Linked DNA regions of Mus musculus: all the other regions are linked to region 2. Evidence: chromatin contacts called from public Hi-C and promoter capture Hi-C data. All regions are on one chromosome and are shown on one strand. Each heading gives the region's core, a stretch centred on a gene start, on an enhancer-like site or on the middle of the called end of the contact. The rest is flanking DNA. Distances are from core to core; before and after follow the strand shown. Region 1 holds the start of Trim8 (tripartite motif-containing 8). Region 2 holds the start of Mrpl43 (mitochondrial ribosomal protein L43). Region 3 holds the start of Actr1a (ARP1 actin-related protein 1A, centractin alpha). Region 4 holds the start of Nolc1 (nucleolar and coiled-body phosphoprotein 1).

What was found. Promoter capture Hi-C pulls out the DNA fragments that hold promoters and counts their contacts. Hi-C and Micro-C count contacts between places; a contact is called where the count stands out from the background.
Region 1: a contact with region 2 is called in a Hi-C map of B cells, with 6 read pairs. The contact joins the promoter of Trim8 here to the promoter of Mrpl43 in region 2. A contact is called at or near these places in 2 of 484 Hi-C or Micro-C datasets (B cells and myocytes) and 1 of 9 other capture datasets (adipose tissue).
Region 3: a contact with region 2 is called in a promoter capture Hi-C map of pre-B cells, with 2.6 times the contacts expected there. The contact joins the promoter of Actr1a here to the promoter of Mrpl43 in region 2. A contact is called at or near these places in 1 of 39 promoter capture datasets (pre-B cells) and 2 of 115 datasets of contacts at active chromatin or transcription factors (differentiating embryonic stem cells and pancreatic cancer cells).
Region 4: a promoter capture Hi-C map of liver shows a contact between it and region 2, with 2.9 times the contacts expected there. The contact joins the promoter of Nolc1 here to the promoter of Mrpl43 in region 2. A contact is called at or near these places in 5 of 39 promoter capture datasets (the 3T3-L1 cell line, embryonic stem cells, liver and 1 more), 1 of 115 datasets of contacts at active chromatin or transcription factors (astrocytes) and 1 of 9 other capture datasets (liver).

What each region holds. Positions count from the first base shown.
Region 1 is chr19:46,500,209-46,502,908 of GRCm38.p6, forward strand. It overlaps Trim8 (tripartite motif-containing 8), which reads left to right and starts at 1,440. Exons shown (of 6, transcript NM_053100.2): 1 at 1,440-2,700. The coding sequence starts at 2,236.
Region 2 is chr19:45,005,107-45,007,806 of GRCm38.p6, forward strand. It overlaps Mrpl43 (mitochondrial ribosomal protein L43), which reads right to left and starts at 1,336. Exons shown (of 3, transcript NM_053164.3): 1 at 1,158-1,336; 2 at 957-1,063; 3 at 1-834. The coding sequence starts at 1,288. The coding sequence ends at 593. Twnk (twinkle mtDNA helicase) reads left to right here and starts at 1,452. Exons shown (of 5, transcript NM_153796.4): 1 at 1,452-2,700. The coding sequence starts at 2,024.
Region 3 is chr19:46,394,365-46,397,166 of GRCm38.p6, forward strand. Actr1a (ARP1 actin-related protein 1A, centractin alpha) reads right to left here and starts at 1,377. Exons shown (of 11, transcript NM_016860.2): 1 at 1,266-1,377. The coding sequence starts at 1,313. It overlaps Sufu (SUFU negative regulator of hedgehog signaling), which reads left to right and starts at 2,532. Exons shown (of 12, transcript NM_001025391.2): 1 at 2,532-2,802. The coding sequence starts at 2,739.
Region 4 is chr19:46,074,341-46,077,099 of GRCm38.p6, forward strand. It overlaps Nolc1 (nucleolar and coiled-body phosphoprotein 1), which reads left to right and starts at 1,507. Exons shown (of 13, transcript NM_001039353.2): 1 at 1,507-1,809. The coding sequence starts at 1,690. RefSeq lists an enhancer at 1,416-1,487 and cis regulatory regions at 1,429-1,435, 1,458-1,464.

The sequences.
Region 1 (2,700 bases), core at 190-2,689, 1.5 Mb after region 2:
GCCGCAATCCTCCTGCCTTCTCCCGCCCCCATCTTGCCCTCTTCACTCTGCTTCGAACCCATTGTATGCGGGGCAGCTGCGAACCGGGGCCGGAGACAGTGTGCCCAGTGTGCCCCGTCAGTGGGTCCCGCGGGCCGAGGCTCTCCCCCACCCGTGCTGCTCCAGGCAGAGGCGAGAGAGGCCCTTCCTCGCTGCGCTGGTGGCGGGGACCGGCGGGCCGCACCCCCAACCCCAGCGTGAGCCCCTAGTGTCCCTTCTTAGAGGGAAGAAAGCGGAGAGACCTGAGACAGAAAAAAAGCAGCTTCTAACTGCCCGGCCCGCTGATCATTTTTATTATCGAGATTATTATTAAAAGGGGGCGGGACCCCAGGATGCGGAGAAGGGGGCCAGAGACGCAGCTATTTCTATTAAACAGATTATTCTTGAAATAATACACGCAAGATGGCTGAAGGTGGCTGTGATGAGTGTTCGGGCTGGGGGGTGGTTTCTTCCTCTCCCCCCTTTTTTTTTCTTTTTTCTTTCTTTTTTTTTTCTTTTTTTTTTTTTTTTTTTTTGATCTAAGGATAAAGCTCTGAAGCGACAGCCGCAGCGGAGACCCTGCCCGGAGTGCCCGCCCTCCCCTCACTTGAGAAGCTGCGGGAGGACAAACGGACCCACGGACAGAGCGACGGGCGCGGGCCCGCCCCGGACGCGTCTCCCGGGCAGCGCTGGGGGCAGCAGGCGCTCGTCGTTCTGCCGACTTCTTCCAATTTTAATCTTTTTAAAAGATTTTTTTTTTTTTTTTGGAAAGGATCGGGATGGGTGGAGCAGAGGTAGAGAGAAATCAAGACTTGGCATTTTTCTCCTTCTCTCTCTCCTAATTTGTTGGAGACCACCAGCCCTCCCCTTGGAGGAAAAAAAAAATCCCACCAAAGGGAGGGTGGAAAAGCGAGCTACAGGACCCTCAAGCGCGCGCCCGGACCCCCAGTCCCCACCGCGGCCGCTGGGAGCTCAAGATGGCTGGGCGCTGAGGACGCACCCGGCCCGGCTGGCTCGGCCTGGCCCCGCCGCCGCCGCCGCAGGCTGGCTCCGACCGCAGCCCGGAGCCTTCCAGGCCGGAGCAGAGGCCGAGAAGAAAAGAAAGTGGGGGGGAGGGGTGGGGTGGGGGGGCGAAGGGGGAGGGCCGGGCGGGGGGAGGGGAGGGCCGGGAGCCGAGCCTCCTGTTCATTAGCAGTTGAGAAAAATTCCTTTCTAGTTTGATCAATCCTTGTTTTCCTCAGCGCAGGCGAGGCGCCCGCCCAGTGCGGGGACAGGGAGTGGGGTCTCTCCGCGGCGGGGGCGCCCTGCGCGGGGCCTCCAGGGAGCGCAGAAGTAGCGACGAGGGGGTCAGGCCGGAGCACCTCCCGGGCTTCTCCCTCCCTCCCTCCCTCCCTCCCTCCCTCCCTCCCTCTCTGGTTGCCTTTTTTTTTTTTTTTTTTTTTCCACTTCTCTCCCTCCCCCTTCCGTTTCTATTTGTGAAGGGAGGAGGAAGGCAGAGGCGGGCTGGTGTCTCTGGCCGGGGACTGGAATTTCATCTGAATGACTGCCCCAGCGCGCACGCAGCGCCCCGGAGTCGGCCCGCCCGCGCCCTGCCACCCGCAGCCGGCCGGCCAGCTGGGGGACGCCTGCGCCACGGCCCGGGGACCGCTGGCGCGCCTTGCTCGCCGGCTCCGGCTCTAGCCAGCCTCGGCGCGGCCGAACTAGCTTCCCGTGCCCCCTCGGACCTCGGCCGGGATCCAGGCGAGGAAGGCGCGGCTCGCACCAGCCAGAAGGTAGCCACTGTCGCCGCCAAAGGAAGAGTGCGGCTCCCCCGCTCGGTGCGCCGCGGGGCGCGCCCCGATGTCAGCCGCGGGGCCGAGCGCAGGCCGTGGGCCGCCGCTGCCCTAGCCGCGCTGCCCCGGAGGCGGCCTGTTATATGGAATTTGGACCACAGCGCTCTCCTCCAGGGCTGGTGCCCGGGCCGCGGCCCTGGCGCAGCCCGCCGCCTCCCGCTAGCCACTCGCCAGGAGGAGGAGACGCAGCCGGCGGCGCGCGCGGCGCGAGGACCCAGGCTCCCTCCTCTGGGGGGCGGGCACGCGGAAGGCGCTGGTGACTGAGCGACTGGCGCGGCCGGCGGGGACCGGAGCTCCGGGCTCGGTGGGTCCCCAGCTGTACCAGACGGATCCCCAGGGTTGGGGACTTAGAGAGGTCTACCCGGGCCCCCTGCCCGCAGCCGCCATGGCGGAGAATTGGAAGAACTGCTTTGAGGAGGAGCTCATCTGCCCCATCTGCCTGCACGTTTTCGTGGAACCGGTGCAGCTGCCATGCAAACATAACTTCTGCCGGGGCTGCATCGGCGAGGCTTGGGCCAAGGACAGTGGCCTTGTGCGCTGCCCGGAGTGCAACCAGGCCTACAATCAGAAGCCGGGCCTGGAGAAGAACCTGAAGCTCACCAACATCGTGGAGAAGTTCAACGCCCTGCACGTGGAGAAGCCGCCGACGGCACTGCACTGCGTGTTCTGTCGCCGCGGCCCCCCGCTGCCGGCACAGAAGGTCTGCCTGCGCTGCGAGGCTCCCTGCTGCCAGTCTCACGTGCAGACGCACCTGCAGCAGCCCTCCACCGCCCGCGGGCACCTCCTGGTGGAGGCGGACGACGTGCGGGCCTGGAGCTGCCCGCAGCACAACGCCTACCGCCTGTACCAC
Region 2 (2,700 bases), core at 86-2,585:
GCCATCTCACCAGCCCCTTCAAATATAGTCTTAATGACTTCAGTTTTCTTTTTCTTTTTTATTTCATTTTTAGTTTTTGAGACTGGGTTGTCCTGGAACTCACTCTGTAGACCAAGCTGGCCTTAAACGCAGAGATTCATCTGCCTCTGCCAACCAAATGCTGGGATTAAAGGTTATGCACTACCAACGCCAGGCTCATCTTCAACTTCCTAAACTGCACACAAACACGGATATAAGGTGCCTTGCCCAATGCCATACCAGCAAGAGCAACAGGGCATCCCGTGTCCTTCAGAAGACAGCCTCCAGACTCTTTCATGTGTTTTGAAGTCATTATTATTCGTATTTCAGAAAACACGGTCCTTGTACAAGTGTTGTACACTTCTCACATCTCAGCTTGCAAGGAGGCCAATTGAATCAGAATTAGGGTATTCACAAGGTCACTGCACCTAGCTACAAGTGGGCAAAGGAAAAGGTTCTTCTTTATCTCAGGCCACGCCCCGGCTGGTAGGCTCCACCCACCTACTCGGCCTGAGCTTGAAATCCAAAAGAGGAACCAATCCTATCCCTCTCACGGTCCAAAGCGCCTGGTTCTTTACTGTGCTTGCATCGAAGCTGGAGCAGAATCCCGGAGTTCTCTGGGCCGCAGCCCGTGGAGGGCAGTCCGTTTGTTGGTGAAGGGGTGCCACTGGCCCTGGATGCTCGGGTTGTCCGTGTGGAAGGGCTTGCGGATGCGGATCACATCCAAGCCGGACTGGTCTGCCAGCTTCTGCACCAACGACTTGATCTCCTCCACCGACTTGCTGTTGACGTTTTCCTCGCGCACAGCCCCATTAACTGGGAGAGGGACGTGGAGGGGATGAGTGGAAGGCGCCAGGTCGGAAATCAGACAAACAGAACGCAGCGGGCAAGCCGGGATCCCGCGCCGCCCACCCCCGCCCTAGCTCGGCCCCACTCACGGTATTCGGCCACTATTCGTGGCATGGCGCACGGGCGCGGGTTCACGTATACTACGACTCCTGGGTTCCGTCGGGCGAAGTCGGTCACCTCGCGTTCCACGAACTCCCTGCGAGACCCGGCGAAGGTGAGTACGGTGGCCCGAACCCAGCCCCATAGCTCCCCGCCTCCCTTTCCGGCGCTCCCGCTTCCGCGTGCCTCACCTGGCGCCGCGGGACGAGGGCGCATCCCGGCTGAGGCTGAGGCTGAGGCGCTGCAGCTGCTGCACGTAACGCCCTAGCCCATTATGGAGGACGCTGGTCAGAAAGCGGCTCGAAGTCCCGCGACCGGTCATGGCTACGGTTAGAGAGCCAGGACGCGGAGCCGGGGGGCGGGACTAACCGGTGACTTCCGGTTCCGGGGTTGTGGCATGGGCGCCCTGGAGAGTTTTGCTTCCGGAGTCACCGCGAGTAGCGCGTGCGAGCGGGCGACCCACGTTGCGGACAGAACACTAGAAAGGAGAGTGGTGACGCGAAGCTGGGGGCGGGAGCGTGGAGCTTTGAAGTGGAGGGCAGAGCAAGGGAGCCAGTGAGGAAGCCGGGCCGGAGCGCGTGACCTCCAGCAGTGTGGAGAGTGCCTGTGAGCGCTGGGGGCTCGGAGCGCCTGGAGTTGGGGTTCAGACGGGATGCAGAAAGCGGTAGAGATGAGGTTAGCCAGGAGAGTCCGTAGAGGGGTAGTAGACGTGAAGAGATGATACAGAGAAGCCGTTTAGATCGAGGGACCGTAGAAGGATCTAGAAGTGAGCTGGTGGAGAGAAATCCGTAAAGGACCTAGAGATAGGAGAATCCTCAGAGAGAGGCGTAGACGCGAAAGGGCAGTGTAGGTGTGTAGGGATGAAGTAGCAATACACAGGCAACCGAGGGGAGTAAGAACTGTGTTCGTGAAGAAGTTTGAGGAGGGATAAAGAGAAAAGCCAGTAGGAGTGATTTCTGCGAGTGCCTTGTAGAAGGTTTCCTAGGGTCTGGTTTAGTGAAGGCACTGAACCAGACAACAAAAGCTTTTGCAGTAGTGGCGTCCCACTCCATTAGGAATGTGGCTTCTTCTCCGACGTGCATATCCCCTCCGGATCTTGCTGCCACTGCGTGGCGAGTGGGTGGGTAGGAGGGGCCTGCCCAGAAGCTTGGCGCCAGGCCCTCCCCGCAGAAGGTACAGAAAAGAAGCGCTCCCAGCCTTAGAGATGCCAGTGTCGCCGGTGACTACGACTGAAATCCGCCAGTATTTACGTGCACATGGGATCCCCTTCCAGGATGGCCACAGCTGCCTTCGAGCACCAAGTCCCTTTGTGGTGTCCTCAGACATCAAAAATGAGAAAAAGGACGCTCCCACTTCCTTCTGCCTCTTCATTGACAAGACCACAGGACACTTTCTTTGCATGACCAGCCTAGCAGAAGGGAGCTGGGAAGACTTGCAGGCCAGTGTGGAGGGACGAGGGGATGGGGCCAAAGAGGGTGTCCTACTTAGGGAAGGCCCAGAAGCTGAGGTTAGGGAGGAGGTCTTGAGGATCTGGAACCGAGCCATACCTCTTTGGGAGCTTCCAGACCCTGAGGAAGCCCAGCTAGCTCGTGTGATGTTTGGCCTTACCAAGGTGACAGATGACACACTCAGGCGATTCAGTGTCCGCTATCTTCGATCTGCTCGAAGTCTGGTCTTCCCTTGGTTCACCCCTGGGAGCTCAGGATTACGTGGCCTGAAGCTACTAGGGGCTGA
Region 3 (2,802 bases), core at 127-2,626, 1.4 Mb after region 2:
CAATCCTCCTGTTCCTGCATAAACAGGAGAAAGCAACCTCTATCCACCTACGACACAAAGAAAAGGACCTAGTGGCATGTCCAGGTCCCAGAGGGCCGGAACATCACAGTGACTCTGAAAAGGTCAGCCTAGGTCAGAGGGAACTGGTAGTTTGCCTCAGGGGAGGGACCCAGAAAGTAGGAAGATTCTAACCAGTGTGGGAGGGACCAAACCTTTGAGTGAAACTCAGAAATTAAGACAAATGTCCCTCCTCATAAAAGCAATACTTAAGTTCTTTCTATTTGTCTTTATCGATGCATGTGTGGAGCGGTGCTTAGCAAAGGATTGCCATTTAGATAAGGCGATGAAGTTGTGGGGCACCATTGCTGTATGACCTTGGTCACCTCCACCTTCCGTGTTCGTACTGTGAAAAGAGGGGCAAACTTCCTCCTTAACCATTCACTTTTTGGGAGGCTTCGACTTGCATGTTGGTGCAAAGCGTCCTGGAAACGCTAGCGCACCTGACAACCACTGTGTCTGATAATCCCCCTGCCTCTCACCTGGGCACTGCAAACATCAAAGCATCTCGCCTGCTTTGTCACCCCCCTTTCTTCTTTACCTTGACTAACTATAATTTATAATCACAAAAATAACTGAAATCCCATGGCCATTTCTGGTACCGGTTTGTCCGGCCCCACCCAGATACAGTTCACTAAATTGCCCCTCCAGCTCACACCCAAGGAAACTGTCCTTTTTCACCGGTGGACCAGCCATCGCCTTCCGCACCCTGAGTTGCCGAGCCAATCCCTACAGCTCTACTGCACGGCACCGCCCCTTACAGAAGGGAAACACTATGGCGACCGGAAGAGCGACAAGCGCCGGAGCCAATGACTGCGGAGTGCTGTTCTAATCCGGCAAGGCCCAAAGGCGGGACCAATAGGCTAAGATAGACAGCAAGAGTAGCCAATTGAGTGATGGAAAACCAGAGCGAAGGCGGGTGTCGGGCTCTAAGAGAACGGTTAAGGCCCCCTGAGCCAAGGGTCCACGGACCCTTCCCGGGCTACAGCTCTTTCCTTTGTCTACCCTCAAATTCTCCATTACACGGATGTTGGCTGGCCGCCCTGCCTTCAAACTATGGATGTGAGGAGGACGCGGGCGGCGGCAGCTGAACCCGCCTGACAGGCCGAGCCAGTGACAAAGAGCTGGCGGCCTAGGCTGAAACCGCGGAAACAATCCTTCCTGGAGGAGAACACAGTCCCTTTAAAGATAGGAAAGATGCTACTCACGTTGTCGATCACAACAGGCTGGTTGGCGATCACATCGTAGGACTCCATGGCAGAGGAATCTTTCCCTCCGAGGAAGGAACTGCCAGCCCGGTCCGCAGCAAACGCCACTGACACGCATGCGCAGTCTAGTCGCCGGTACTGGGCATCCAGGGAGCCGCCCGACCTCGCCTCGGAGGAACTACAATCCCCAGCATTCTTTGCCCCAGGGCTTGCGCTCCAAACCGGGTCCCAGCCCGATCGGATTTAGGAGATTGGACAGTGTATTTCCTACACATGGTGGGGTCTGTAGTGTTTGTAGATTAAAGAGCCACAGTGTTGATGATTATCTTGCATGACTGGATTTGAGATCCCTTCGAAGGGGTTTCCAGTACACTCTTAAATTTTGGAGTCTGAAGTACTTGTGAGTAGTTGGGTTTGGATTTGTCAGTACTTCAGGGGCGGTTGAATTTTACAGAGTAGTTCTATCTCTCAGCCATTCCTTCACTTGGGCAATACAAACCATTAATAAACATCTGTCGCTCAGTGGTAGAATGCTTGCCCAACACATATCCCAGCAGCACCGGGAGTGGTGCTGGAAGCCTTTAATCCCACCTCTTTCGAGGCTAGTCTGGTTTACAGAGTTCCAGGACAGCGAGGGGCTATAGAGAAAAACCCTGTCCCGAAAAACAAAAAAATGAAACAAAAAGCAAAACAAGACAAAACCCATGAAGCAAAAGCCAATGGAGGTTATAAAAAAATACCTGTACGTTGGATGCCACAAAACCACGGGCCTAAAATATCATCTAAAGGTTTAGAAATTGTTTTATTATTTTTCTTGACCTTGATGGATGACAACATCCAGGCGAAGAGAAAGAATAGGTAAATTTTTTTTAAAACAGCCAGGCATTTTCCCCAGGCACATTTCGAGTTACCCTTTTTGTCAATAGTTCCAAGAAATATTAGAGTTGTAACATTAATAATAATGACATACTGTCTAATGAATTAGTTGTCAAGCTTATCTTAAAATTGTGTATTAGTAAAACAATATTAAGCGCTTCTTAGTAGTTGTGTAGAGCTTTCATAGGACCCTGGCGCCTCAAGGTACCAAGTCTCTGTTCTAAACTGGGTTCCTCCTAACACTAGGGGGAGGCCAAGATCCTTGGGACGCTCCCAACCCAGGGGCAGGGAGGCGGAGTCTATTGTCAAGTCACGCCTTCCCCACTTGTGACTGGCAAAGACACTAGCCAATAGGTGTCAGGAAAGGGCACGCTGACGCCCCGCCCCTTGGAGCTCCCCGCGGTCCCACAGCATCCTCTGGCCGACGTCTTGAAGGCTCCGGCTTGGGCGGACGGAGCCTCGTGCGCAGGCGCGGAGTTAGACCTCGCCGTAGCCCCCATCGCCTCGGGGAGTCTCATCCACAGTGGGTCCGCTGGCCCATAGGGGCGCTTTCCCTCCTCTACCCTCCCGGGTTCTCCGCGCGCCCTACGCGCCCCAATGGCGGAGCTGCGGCCTAGCGTCGCCCCCGGTCCCGCCGCGCCCCCGGCCTCTGGCCCTAGTG
Region 4 (2,759 bases), core at 257-2,756, 1.1 Mb after region 2:
CCCAAGTGCTGGGATGGATTAAAAGTGTGTGCCATCATGGCCTGGTTACTATGTCAAACTCCTCCCCTTCCACCTCCTTATCTCTCTCTATCCCCCCTCTCCCTCTTATCTTCTCCCTCTCTCAGACATCTGCAATTTTTGCCTCTCAACTCTGGGTTTAAAATCATTAGCCTCCGGGTGTGGTGGCTCATGCCTTTAATCCCAGCTTTCGGGTGGCAGAGGCAGGCGGATTTCTGAGTTCAAGGCCAGCCTGGTCTACAAAGTGAGCTCCAGGACAGCCAGGGCTACAGAGAAATCCTGTCTCGGAAAAACAAAACAAAACAACAACAAAAAAATCATTTGCCACCATACCTATGAGAATAAAAGTTTTCTCAACTGGGGTTAGTGTCTATTAAGTGTCATTAAAGCTCACCAGTTTGGTTTTGATCACCATCTTGGTTTGTGAATTTTTTTTTTTTTTCTTTTTTTCCGAGACAGGGTTTCTCCGTGTAGCCCTGGCTGTCCTGGAAGTCACTTTGTAGACCAGGCTGGCCTCGAACTCAGAAATCCGCCTGCCTCTGCCTCCCGAGTGCTGCGATTAAAGGTGTACGCCACCACCGCCCGGTGGTGTGTGTATTTTAAAAAAAACGATTTTGAGGCCGGGCGTGGTGGCGCAAGCCTTTAATCCCAGCACTCGGGAGGCAGACGGATTTCTAAGTTCGAGGCCAGCCTGGTCTACAAAGTTAGTTCCAGGACAGCCAGGGCTATACGGAGAAACCTTTCTGTCTTGGAAAAAAAAAAAACAAGCCAAAACAAACAAACAAACGATTGTGTATGCATAGAAGCACCTCTGGGAAATAGGATAACGGGTCCTTTTAGAAGGAGCGCCTGTTTTGAGGAAAGTAAAAGAAAGGTATTCACCGGAAGTGCATCTTTATTGCTTCCTGACCTGGACAGTAGCTGATACTGAAGTTTTCCGAATTCACTGTGACTTCTTTCTTTAGGAAGAAAGGATTTTTCTTGATCTTTTCCCTGGGATGGTCCCGTGTTCCTGTTCTCCGAATTGTAGATGGGAAGGATAACTGTCTTGTAACCTAGCTATGACTGACAGACAATGTGGGGTACCAACACCTTGTCACCACAACTTTTAGGATCCTCTGATTTGAGTCTGGGTCTGGGTGGTATCCTGAAGGACTTCACTGGGTGTGAAGGGAGGGAGGAAGCCATTGTCCGTGGGAGTTTGAGCAGTAGGTGACACCTCTAGAAGGGTTGAAAGAGCCTCGAGTTCTCCAGTGCACCCATTATTGTTAGTCCATTCAGTACTGTGAGGTCTCAGTAGCAGCCAGGGCTTGGAAATCTACAGTAGGAAGAAGCCCATTCAGCAAAGGTAATGCGCGGGAATTTGCAAGTTTTCCCGCCTCGGACAGGAGCGTGGCATCTGACGTAGAAGCTCCGCCTCCTTAGTGGGCGGCTCGTGGGCTCCGCCCCCTGCAGGATGATGACGCGTGTGGGACCGGAAGCAACTTCTAGATTTAGTCTGGGTCTCTCCTCCCGGGTGGAGGGTACGCGACCTCGTGTGCGCCACTCTTTTCCGCTGCGCGCCGCGCGCGACTTGATGACGACACTGGACCCGCCCTCGACCCGGGCTGTGCTTTGGTGTTCTTAAGTCGTGCCGCGTGCGCAACGGTAGTGACGCGTTTTACCCGGAGCATGGCGGATACCGGCTTGCGCCGCGTGGTTCCCAGCGACCTTTATCCCCTTGTGCTCAGATTTCTGCGGGATAGCCAACTCTCGGAGGTGGCCAGTAAATTTGCAAAAGCGACCGGCGCTGTGAGTCCTTGGTTTGGTCTGCGGGCCGGGGTGGGACGACTCTCCGAGCTAATCTAGGCCTTGTCGGCTTTAGAAGTTAAGGAGGCGAGGGCTGGGGTCTGTCAGTCCGTTGTCTGCCCAGCTTCTCTGCGGACCTTCCTCAGGCTGGAGGTCTCGGTGTCTCCTTCCACCATGTCTGACTAGCTAGCTCCGAGTATTACGGCTTTTACTTGGTGTGAGTTTTTGCAGCGGTGACAGGCATGGGTCCCTCGTGACCCAGGACATGTGGCGCTAGATCCCTCCGGGAGCATTGGGTTGGCGGTGCGTGGTTCTTCTGTACTTTTTGTTGGACTTACCCTTAATTGCAGTTTTACCTGAGACTCAAAGATTTTAGTAATGAAGGCTTGGATTCTATTTATACACTTGTTTGTTTTTACAAAAGAAGATGAGTGAGTGCAGGGATAAATTGCGAAGTAATGATAGCTAGGACTTCATATTGTATTTACTTATTTTTTTAAAAAGAAAAAAATGAATGAGTGTGGTGATAGGTTGCTTTCAGTATACTCTAGGAGTAGTGAGCGTCCGCCTGTGTTAAGTTGGCACTGAGCTTGGAGCTCCAGGTAGTGATGTTAGGCCAGGCTCTGCGGCTTTCTGCATGTATGATCCCAGCAGCCTTTTGTTTGAGACAAAGTTCATGTAGTCCTTGTGTAGTGGAGGATGGATATGAACTTCTGTACCTCTTGTCACAGCCTCTTCATGCTAAGTGCCTTACTGCCCTGCAGCACACTTTGTATACCATACTGGCCTTGAACTCAGCTCAGTCTCTGTCTACCAAGTGCTGGGATTAAAGGTGTATATCACCATGCTCAGCCCAATTTACAGCTTTTGAGTGAATGAGACTCACTGAGAGAAAAATGCACAAAGTAGTAACTCCATTGTAGGCACACAGGAACATGGGGTGAGTGACAGCT